Linked DNA regions of Ovis aries: region 2 is linked to region 1. The links are chromatin contacts, called in public Hi-C maps. All regions are on one chromosome and are shown on one strand. Each heading gives the region's core, a stretch centred on a gene start, on an enhancer-like site or on the middle of the called end of the contact. The rest is flanking DNA. Distances are from core to core; before and after follow the strand shown.

Evidence for each region. Hi-C and Micro-C count contacts between places; a contact is called where the count stands out from the background.
Region 2: a Hi-C map of hypothalamus shows a contact between it and region 1, with 2.6 times the contacts expected there. The contact joins two enhancer-like sites. A contact is called at or near these places in 5 of 16 Hi-C or Micro-C datasets (hypothalamus, liver, mixed tissues and 2 more).

Annotation. Positions count from the first base shown.
Region 1 is chr19:59,524,597-59,530,213 of ARS-UI_Ramb_v3.0, reverse strand. No RefSeq gene overlaps it. Among named protein-coding and RNA genes, the nearest start is that of KBTBD12, 11 kb to the right of the region's middle. Within about 2 kb of position 2,488, at least 9 of the 54 cell types and tissues checked have an H3K27ac peak or open chromatin away from gene starts, as enhancers often do.
Region 2 is chr19:59,714,045-59,719,661 of ARS-UI_Ramb_v3.0, reverse strand. It overlaps MGLL (monoglyceride lipase), which reads right to left. Exons shown (of 8, transcript XM_060402710.1): 8 at 5,110-5,617. Among named protein-coding and RNA genes, the nearest start is that of MCM2, 76 kb to the left of the region's middle. Within about 2 kb of position 2,346, at least 5 of the 54 cell types and tissues checked have an H3K27ac peak or open chromatin away from gene starts, as enhancers often do.

The DNA.
Region 1 (5,617 bases), core at 1,239-3,738:
CCTTCCAGTTCCGCTCTGGCCTAATGTCTCTCGCAGACGTGTTCAACATTCCATCTTGTTCTGACGGTTCCTCGGCCATCTTGCGGTTGGATGGAGTGGGGTGGGGGGACGAGCCTTCTTCTGACCCGACCAGCGTGTGCTGGCTGCAGCCCTGACCTCCAGCTCTTCAGAACACAGGCCCCGAGTCCGTGGATGAGGAGGATGCGGCCAGAACACCCAGGCCGGGGCTCCACCCACTCACCCAGCCAAGCTCCACCCCTGGACTGCTGTGTCTTGCGCAGAGTCAACTGCCAGGGGCTTCCCTGGGGGTCCAGTGGCTGAGACTCTGCGCTCCCGGTGCCGGGGGCCCAGGTTCAGTCCCTGGTCAGGAAACTAGACCCTGCAGGCCACACCTAAAGGTCCCACACACTGCAGATAAGACCTGGCACAGCCAAAGAAAAGCAAACACCAAAGGTCAGCCGCCAGCCCCCAGTCTCACTGGATGGGAACAGAACTCTCGCATCCAGGTGAATCCAGGGAAGGGAGGACCTCCGCCTCCTGACGGGAGCCAGGCTCACCGCCCCACGTCTCCTGCAGAGATGGACTGCAGCATTGTTCTAGCCTGTCCTGAGCTAGCCGGGTAAAGCGGGAGCCGTCCACGTGCTTTTCTGAGTGCCGTCCACCTGTAACAGCAAGGTATTTCCTAGCCTCTGACACGCTTTAGCCGATGAGATGTTAGCGGAGGAGATGCAAGCGGAGGCTTGGAAGTGCTCACGTGGCTGGGCTGCCGACTCTTCCTCTGAATGGAGGAGAACACTCCTGGCCAGGCTGTTGGTCCAGGGAAGCCGAGGGGCCTGCGAACAGAGCTGCCTTTAAAGGGGGCCCTCAGCTCAGCCAGCCGGGCCAGGAGAGCCACCCTGCCACGCTGGGCATTGTCTTAAGCCGCTGAGTTGTGAGGCAGCTTGTTGAACAGCAGTGTTACAGTCATTAAAAATGGAGTTTGTGAGTGTCGGTGACCCTGGCAACACCCTCAGGGGCCTCAGTGAAAAGATGACCTACTTTCTGGCTTGGAACACGCCCCTCTCAGCCGCGGCTGGAGCCTCTGGGGTCACAGCTGACCGCAGGGTTCCGCCGGGAGCAGCCAGGAGCCCCAGAGCTGTGGGCTTCCTTTCTTCCCTCCACTCTCTCAGTCTCCTTCACTCCCAGACTCTAATAAACACCCCCGCTTGGCACAGCGCTAAAGGCACAGGAGTCCCTTCGTACCTACTGCTTGAATAAATTAGTCAGTGAATGCACTGAAGGCCATTTTCTGAAAGTGTCACGTGAGGCAAAAGGTCCACCATTGACGGTATCTAATGCAGTAAATATATCCCTGACATTACGGAAAAGAAACAAAATTACCTTTCCGGTGGAACCTGGTTGCGATTGCATCTCATTTAACATCTAGCTCTGGGAGTCCAGCACTGACGGGAGCCGAAAGGGCGGCTGGACTGGGACACTCACTGCCCTCCGGCCCTTCTGAAGCCGGCACTAAGAGAAACCTGCTCGGCCTGAAAGAATTTTGTGAGTGCTGTGTGCTCAGCCGTGTCTGACTCTTCGCCACCCCGTGGACTGTAGCCCACCAGGCTCCTCTGTCCATGGGGAGTCTCCGGGCAAGAATACTGGAGTGGGTAGCCCTGCCCTTCTCCAGGGAATCTTCCCGACCTAGGGATCGAGCCTGCGTCTCCAGCACTGGCAGGGATTCTTTACCACTGAGCCACCTGGGGAGCCGAAAGAACCCCGTCCCTGCGCTAACACACTCGCTGAGTCACTCAGCAGAGTTGGAGCTGCTGGTGTCACTGCGGCACTCCTCGGAACTTTTAAGATGCTGAGGCAGCACACTGTCAAGCTCTGAGGGGGGAATCAGTGCAGTGCCCGTCCTGGGCCAACTTGGCCCCGGGACGCTGACAACCTCGTGTGCTTAGGGCTCTGGTGTGATTGACACCAGCCCACGGGACGGCTGGAGAGTTTCTGCTCATTGTCAGTGACCTCCCCAGTACTGAATCATGCCGTCAGTTACATTTAAATTCCACCTTCCTGGCCCTGAACTGACCAGCCAGGCGGCCCTTTTTACGGCCGCAGCACACACAGAAAGGGAGGCAAAGGATGTGGGAGGAATGGGTAAGAAGCCACGGAACAGGGCAGAAATAAAGACAGTGAAAACACTTCTCGAGCCGAACAAATCTCACAGGCCTGTGAGGAAACTGTCCACGGTTATCCGATATCCACCCTGTGACACTGGGTCTTGGACCAGCGGCTGGAGCCACACTGACAAGGAAAGCTCTGAAGTGCTCGAGGGGGCTCGGGGGTTGGCACAGGCTAAGGTTACAAGGTACCCTTTCCCTCCCGGTGGCGACAAGCTGTATCCTGCGTTTCACAGCCTGGTTGCTGCTGCTGCACAGACTTAGGGCAAGACAGACGTGCACGTTCAGCAGAGCACAGCACACCCTCCCCAGAAGTCACAGAGCTGCAGTGAGCTCCCTGCGAGCCAGAGGGCGCCATGAAGCCAACGGTGGTAAGTTACAGCCCCCGCCCCCAAACTATCACAAGTGAACACCAGCGAGTGAGTGATGTCCAGACAGGTCCCTGTTTTTCTCAACTGTGCTCTGCTTAGAGTCCTTTTAAAACAAACACAAAGATAAAAACAAGAATGGAAACACCTGTAGCCCACCTGGTCGTCCAGAGGTCCCTGGATCAGGGACCCAGGCGGGTTGGGTGCTAAGCCTGCAAGTATGGAAACAGTCAGACAGAGCAAACACAGAGAAAATGCCTTGTTTGTTTGTGAGCAGTCAGTCGTGTCCGACTCTCTGCGGCCCCATGGACTGCAGCCCGCCAGGCTCCTCTGTCCATGGAATTTTCCAGGCAAGAGCACTGGAGTGGCTTGCCATTTCCTACTCCAGGGGATCTTCCCGACCCAGAGATCGAGCCAGTGTCTCTTGCATCCCCGCATTGGCGGGTGGACTCTTTACCACTGAGCCAGCTGGGACGCACATTTCTTCCCAGGAGCATCACGTAGCTTGTGCCTGCAGGGCACCCGGGCATTTTCCACCAAAAGAAAAGTTAACCCCGCCAGTGACACAGGAGGTGACTCGCCCAGGTGGAAAGGCGCGTCCGCGTCTTGACAGAATACTCAGGATTGCAAAGTTACTCGGTTTTCCCAAAATAGTATGTTGGGACTTTGTGCAATTCTAAATAAAATTACAAAGAGAGTATCTTGGAAACCTGTCAAAATGACTGTAAAACTGAAGTAAAATAGCTATACAATGGAAGTCAAGAGATACTGAAAACCAGAGAAACTTATCCCTACATGAGCTTGAAGGGCAAGCGCTGTCCCCAGTGAGATCGCTTAAACTATGGCCTACTATTACGGCTCAATAAGCCACCTCCTGTAGCCTGCCTCGACTACCTGCTCACCCGCCAAGGTTCACGCAGCTTAGGGAAGGCCCGGCAAGACTCCCGAGAGGTAACACCTTGAACATGCGGGTCACTATAGCCACAGTTGCTGCAGCGGTTCCTCAGGAGCAGGGATCTGGTCTTTCCCAGTCCGAACGGGTCAAGGTCACAGGCCACTCAACTGGGCCCATGCAAGTGTTCGACAGATGACGTTCTGACATCAAAACTCCACCCTCGGATCACCCTGACGCTGCTGCTTTCTGAACCGCTTCCCATGGAGAAGCCTGAAACCCAGCTACCCCTGCAGGGACCACTGACGACCCCCCCCATTCCCTGCCTCTCCCACCGCCCCTGCATCTCCAATAGATTCTCCACGCGTAAGTGTCCTGGTCGCCTGCAGGGCCCCGTATCTGAGACTGGCTCTCCCGTCTTCTCACTTGCTGCCTTCCAAATAATCCCTTTCTCTGTGGTGAAGCTCGGCATCTCAGCATCTGACCTGCTGCCTTCCAGCCAACAAAAAACAGCTTCCGTAACAAGTTAAAGAGCGATACGGGGACTTCCTTGGTGGCGCAGCGGCTAAGACTCCACGCTCCCAACGCAGGGGGCCTGGGTTCAATCCCTGGTCAGGGAACGAGTTCACCTACACGGACGAGCTCACGTGAGGCAACGAAGATCAAAGATCCCGCGTCCCAACCGGACGGGGACAGCCGGGTAAATAGAAGGAGAGCGGGGGAGGGGACAGAGGAGGGGCCGGGGGCGGGGCCGGGGAGGGGCGGGGCCGGGGAGGGGAGGGGCCGGGGAGGGGCGGGGCCGGGGAGGGGCGGGGCCGGGGAGGGGCGGGGCCGGGGAGGGGCGGGGCCGGGGAGGGGCGGGGGCCGGGGAGGGGCGGGGGCCGGGGAGGGGGCGGGGCCGGGGAGGGGCGGGGCCGGGGGAGGGGCGGGGCCGGGGGAGGGGCGGGGCCGGGGAGGGGCCGGGGGAGGGGCCGGGGAGGGGCCGGGGGAGGGGCCGGGGAGGGGGAGGGCCCGGGGAGCGAGAATGGAGGGAGCGCTGCAAAGCTACAGGAGTGAAAGCCGAGTGTTACTGAGACAGGATAAACAGATCGCCCGGCAGGAAAAGAGAGCGCAGAAATGCACAGAAGTAAGTAAGGCGAGGCGGTACGGGAAAAAGAATTTCCGAGCAGACACCGCAGAGGGAGCGTTCTGTACAGGACTGGGACAACCAGCTCAACAGTCAGAAAAAACAAATAAATAAATAAACACAGATGCCACGTCACTCGCTACAGCAAAACAAGCCCTAGCAGGTTAACATTGCAGGATTTTTAAAACAGACAAGCCCATAAACACACAAGAAACCCTGATGCAATTTTAAATAATCTTGTGACAGAAAAACCTTTCTAACCACGTTGCAAAGCCCAATAAAGAACAAAAAGCTCTTCTTAAAAAGTCCGTAACACTGAAAGACAACAGGAGAGGGAGGGGGGATGTTTGTAATGCATATTTGTAACATACTTTGCCTACAGGAAGAGTAATTTAATAGCATTTATATCTCAAACCTCAAATAAACCAATAATAAAGCAAACTTACAAAAGGAAAACAAAGAAGTTGAACAAGAAAAAGGACTACAAACCGGCAACACGAAAAGATGTTCAATTTTGTTAACGATCCCAGAAAATAAAAACAGGATAGTATTTCCTGCCTAACAAAGTCGCACAGACGAGTGTGTCTGTCTGCAAGGGCACACGACCTTGGGTTCTAGCACAAGGCTTGTCCAAAGGGGGCTGTGGTTGTGATCACTGCGCTCACGTACAAGTTTTCCATAAACAACATTTTCAAAAGACAAAAAAGTTAGGAATGAGTAAGAAAAGCCAGGCCAAACTGCAGAGTGAGGCTCCCTGTGCAGTGAAGAGGGAGCCCAGAAAGTGAGGTGGCAGGCGGGCGGCCCGGGTGTGATCAGGGCGGCCTTTCAGCGGCGGAGAACCTCCACCGGGCAGGGAAGAGACAGTATGGTTCCTCTCACCGCAGCTGATTGTGTTAAGTGTCCTGACTTTCATAATGACGGTGTGGATGGTGAATACAATCCTGTCCTTCGGATCACATGAGCAAATGTTTAGGGGCGAGGGAAGTCTGGATATCTGGAATTTCCTCCCAAATATTCAGAAAAAGTAAAATTATATGTGAAATAAAAATATAAAATACATATATTTATA
Region 2 (5,617 bases), core at 1,097-3,596, 190 kb before region 1:
CCCAGGATAGTTTCTGCCCTTCTATAATAGCCCTCCCACCCGCAGGGACGAAGGCTTGGGATGTGTGCTTTGTTCCACCTGGAAAACTGCCTTCAGGGCCGGGTCTCCCTGCAGCAGGCTGTGGAGGGGCTGGGGGCGGCAGGAAGCTGGGCCTGCAGTCCCAGGGCTGGGGCCGCCCGCCTTCCTGGAGCAGAAGTTCTGAGGGCATCAGCGGCTCTCACCTGGGTAAGGTCTGAGCCGCAGCCTTAGGTGGGGACTGATGAGGGAGAAGCTTCTGGAAGCCTGGCTGCACGTCCCATTGGGACCTGTGCCGTGGCAACTGGGCCCTGGGCTAGAGCCGCAGCGCCTGTCATTAGGGTGTGTGCGGGGCGGCCCGCCAGCCCCCGACCCCAACGCTGGTGTGCGTCCCGGGGTCCTAAGGGGCCCCTGCAGGAGTAGGGTCCACCCACTGAGTCTCACCGTGCCCTTGCCGTGTGTGGGGGGGGGGGGGTGGGCGGGGGTGGCGCCACCAGCCCCCCATGCTGGTGTGCATCCTGAGGGGCCCCGGGATGCGTGGGCTGAGCCCTCTCCACCTGTGGGGTCTCGGACCCTTGTGTGCGCTTCCCGAGGCCTCTCAGTCTCTGCAGCAGCTGCCGGGCGGGCTCTGAGGGTCTCTCCTGGCACCTCAGCCCCAGTCGGGGCCCCGCCTCACCCCCCACCTGCTCACCTGCGTGTCGGCCTCTGCGGGTGGATGCAGCCCGGGTCTCCCTCCCGCAGAGCCTCAGGCGCACGCCTGGCTCCTCCCCCAGCTCCCCTGCCCTCAGCTGCAGCCAGGCCCGCAGGGGACGGCTCTGGCTTAGAGCCTGCAAAGCCCCCTTTCCTCTCTGCTCTCCCTGCCGGCCAGGAGTACGCCTTGGCAGGAGCAGGAGCTGGCACCTTGCTCCACGGGCAGGAAGCCCCGCACTTCAGGCAGGGCCGTGAGGGCAGGGGAGACAGGTGCGGCTGCCCCCCAGCCTGCCTCGCCCCCAAGCCTGCCTCCTCGGGGGCTGCGTCCGCCCCGGGCTCCAGACGCTCCAGCCAGGGCCGTGGGCGCCACCCAGCGGCTGCTCTTGGCGTTGCAGCCCCTGGCTGCACTGCCTCACACACCGTCCTCGGGGCTGCTGCCGCGACCTCAGCCCGGCCCCTCCGGCGCCCACTCTGTTCTCGCCTGGTGCTCCATCCGCTTTTCCTGCCCTGCTGCCCTTGGGCAAGCCGTGCCACCCCACCCGGTTCTGGGAGCAGCCCCCAGACCACGGGGCACAGGCCACGTGATAGCCCTTGGCAGGAGCGTCCGTGGGGTGGGGACAGCCCAGGAAGACTCCCCACGACCCACACCCCAGGGAAGCATTTCCGTATGCTGAACAGGGATTAGTAGCCACAGCATCTCCCAGAGTAGACAGGCCTGAAGCTGGTGCTGGCTGCCGCACCCAAGGGAAGTAAGCAGAGCAACGGGGGCAGAGCCGCAGATACGGGCCTCCTGCCTCAGCCCTGATGCCGAACGGAAGGGCGACCCACTCCATCGCGCCCAGGGGAGCGGGTCGGCCGTCCTTCAGGTCTACACGCCACGCGGGGCGGGGGGGCCTCTGCCCGGGGGCAAGGCCAGCTCTGGACCCCCACGGGACCTGCCCCACGGCGAGAACGCCATCAGACGTCGTCTCAGGAGACCATCCAAGGCTGCAGCGTGGAGACGGCCTGGGCCCACCTCCCACGAGCACGCCGGCAGTCGGCAGAGACCAAAGCCTCCCTGCGATGACCTGCCACTGATGACGAGGAACCACAGCGAGACGGCGGAGCCCCCCACCCTGGGGGAGGTGACACTGCAGAGCGTCCCCCGGGAGTGAGCGCTGGGCGCCCACCCTGCGCCCCACGCGGGGCTGTGACCCCCGGGCCCCCGGAGCATCTGGCTGTGAAGGCGTGAGGCAGAGACCCACAGACTCACGCTGACACGGCCACACAGAACCTCACGCAGGCCGAGCCGGGCAGGAGCCTGGGCCGGACCTACCTGCTGCCCGCGGAGCGTCTCCTGCAGAGACGGGGTGGCTGGGGCTCGCCTGGACACACTGGCCCCGTGAACACGGCCGCTGGGCTGAGATCCAGGCCCGTCAGACCCAGAGCCTGGAGACTCAGTCACACAGCCCCGGGGCAGGGTCACAGCCCCAGCCGGCAGCAGACAAGCTGCCGTGAGACCCCCCCTTAACCCCCGTGGTGGACATGGCCCTGCCCACCAGACGGCCAGGACGCAGCACCGTCCACCCATGGGGCTGGGCGGGCCACCCTCCAGGGAGGCTGCTAGGCCAGCCTCGCCCACCAGAGGGGGACATGGACACAGAAAGCAGAGTCTAAACTGGACAGCTCCATGTGAAAGAAATCAGAACATCCTCTACCACCACACACAGACACACTCAGTGGATTAAAGACCTGCTTATCAGGCTGGTAACTGTGAAACTGCTGGAGGGAAGCAGACAGAACTCCCTCTGACATGAATCACAGCAGCATCTTCTTGGGTCCATTTCCTGGAGTAATGAAAATAAAAATAAACGGGACTTTCTTTTGCACAGAAAGGAAGCCGTAACAGGAACAGGCAACCCACAGAATGGGAGGAAAGACTCGCAAGCAATATGACCGGCAGGGGATCAGTCTCCAAACTGCACAAGCGGCTCCTAGAGCTCAGTGTCAGAACAACAAGCAGTCATAAAAAATGGGCAGGAGATCTATGCAGACATTTCCCCAACGAAGACAGACAGGCAAGAGGCATAGGAGAAGCTGCTCAGCATCACGGCTATTAGAGATGCGAATCAGAGCTGCAGGGAGGCGTCACCTCACACTCGCCAGGATGGCCGTCATCAGGAAGTCCAGAAACAGGAAACGCTGGAGAGAGAGGGGAGGAAGGGAGCCCAGCTCCACTGCTGGTGGAAATGTAAACTGGTGCAGCCACTCCAGAGAAGTGCGAAAGTTCCTTAGAAAACCAACCGTAGAGTTACCGTATGGCTCGGCAGTCCCACTCGTGGGCACCATCTAGAGAAAACCAGTCTGAAGCGTGCAGCCCAGGCTTCACAGCGGCCCTGCTAACCGCAGCCAAGGCTAGAAACGAGGCGTCCGCCACGGAGTGGGCGCAGACGGCGCGCACACACGTTCTGCCGCGGAGAGCGGCTCCGCCGGAAGCGCCACGCCGTCTGCAGCAGCACGGGTGGGCGTGCAGACTGCCAGGTCACACAAAGACACCAATCACTTCTGCGTGAAATCTTTAAAAAATGATACAAACGGACAAAATACAGACTCAGACTTAAAAGACGTGGTTATCAACAGGGAACGCGGGGAGGGATAGATTAGGGGTTGGGACGAACAGATACACGACTCACACAGAAGCCAACAAGGACCTCGTGGTGCTGCTGAGAACTCGGTAAGAACCCGCACAGCAAAGGGGTCCGAGGAAGCAAGGGCGTCTGCAGGTGTGAGACCGGATCACTCGGCTGCGCCCCTGAAGCGCAGCCCTGGATCGGTTACGTGCTGTGCTGCCGTCTCAGCTGTGTCTGACTCTGCGACCCCACGGACTGTAGCCCACCAGACTCCTCTGTCCAGGGGATTCCCCTGGCAAGAATACTGGAGTGGGTAGCCATGCCCTTCTCCAGGGGATCTTCCCGATCCAGGGATCGAACCCACATCTCTTAGGTCTCCTGAACTGGCAGGTGGGTTCTTCACCACTAGCGCCACCTGGGAAGCCAAAACACCGTCAGTTCAGTTGCTCAGCCGTGTCCAACTCTGCAACCCCGAGGACTGCAGAGGCGGGCACGACTGAGCGGCTGAACTCACAGGGTTTTTGGCAAAAGCTATGTTCCCATGTAAAATAAAAATCACAAAAAGGAAACCGTAGTCCCGCACCCCCAGACCTGGCCCACCCAGAGCAGAGCAGACCCAGGTGCCCCCCCACTCCCGGGACCAGCTGGGCCCCAGCCCTTCACACTAGCAGCCAACCGAGCTTCGGGATCCCCCAGGCCTCCCACCTGTCGGGAGCCGCGCCCCCACCAGTGGTCCCCCACTCCAGGGCCAGCTTCGCCTGCCTGCAGGGGGCACCACCGCCCCAGGCCTGGCTTCCCCACCAGGGGGTGGGCGCAGCCCAGACTTCTGGGCCGACTCTGCCCCCAGTGAGCTGGCACCAGCCGGGGGCCCTAGGATTCTGGAAGCGGCCGCCACGTGACCAGATCCTGCTCGCAAGCAGCGTCGACACGAGGCAGGGGCCGGGCCACCCACCAGCCCACCAGAGCCCCCGTCAGCGCCCGGGGAGAGGGGATGCCCAGGACGTTCCCACCTCACCCAGGTCAAGACATGGAAAACAAACAGCACCCGACAGGAGGAGCCGGCAGAGGAGCACGCCCCAGACGAGCAGGACAGACCCCAGCAGCAGACCCGAGTGAGGCGGGACCGGCCGCCCGCCGCAGGAGTTCAGAGCGGTGACTGCGGGTGGCCCGGGACTCGGGGCAGAGAGACGCGCAGGGCGGTTGAGACTTTCAGGACAGCAGCAGCGCAGTAAACCCAGGGCCCTTGGAGGGACGGCCTTGGGTGGGGGCGCGGGTGTCCGCCGTGAAGTGGGCCTGCACCCACGACCCCAACACTGGGTTCCGGCCCAGACAGCGCCTCTCCCCAGCTCTCAGCAATACTGGCCCTGGACCCGGGGACCAGACCGTTATGAAGACCCAGTTCCCGCAGCTCAGTTCCAGAGGGCACAGGGCTCCGAGGGTCCCCCGAAGGCTGGCCGTGGGCCGACAGGCTTGGAGGGTTGGGGCCGGAAGAGCCACCATCAGAATCCCTGGACACTCACCCTGGGTGCCCTGTGGGACAGGAGGTGGGCGGGGACGGGCCTAGGGCTGGAGGGAGCCGGTTGGCAGGACACGCCTGGGGCTCGGGGGACGGGATGCAGGCGGACATGCAGATCGCTGCCTCAGCTGCGGGGGAGCTGGGGTGGGCGAGGCAGCGGGACAGCCCCAGGTCGGGGGACCAGGGCGTCTTCCTAACCCGTCAGGAGTCGGGGGCCCACAGAGCATGGTCAGCCAGGAGGGTGCCCGGAGTCGATCAGACAGACAGGCAGACGACAGCTTCAGAAACCGTGGTTTATTAGGGTTAGCTGTGTGGTCCTGCACTACCTGTTACCCGACGCACAGGGCCTCACTGGCAGCGGACGAGGAGGGAGGTGGCTGAGCCGTGGGGATGGCAGCAAGCCAGGAAACTGTGTGGAGTCGCTGTGGTCCTACGGGGGGTGTCAGTGGTCGGCGAGGGGGGTGGGGGCCTGCGGGGTGTCTGAGCACCAGGGCCGAGGGGGCGCCGGGGTCAGCACCCCGTCCCCACCAAGAGTGGGCCCAGGGGGCCACGGGCAGCATCTCCTGGAAAGCCCGTCCGCACAGAACCACTTCCTGTGGCCCAGGCGGCCTGAGTGACGGGCCCACACGGGCTCGGCCGCCCGCCTCTCCCTGGCCTCGGTGCTCCGCCCGCCTCAGGGCCAGGCCTGTGCACACCCGGCTCCCCTGCCCCGCCGAGGGCCCGGCGGGCACGGCCCAGGGGCTCCGGGTTCAGCATGGCAGGCGACCGACTGAGCGCTCGCTGGTAC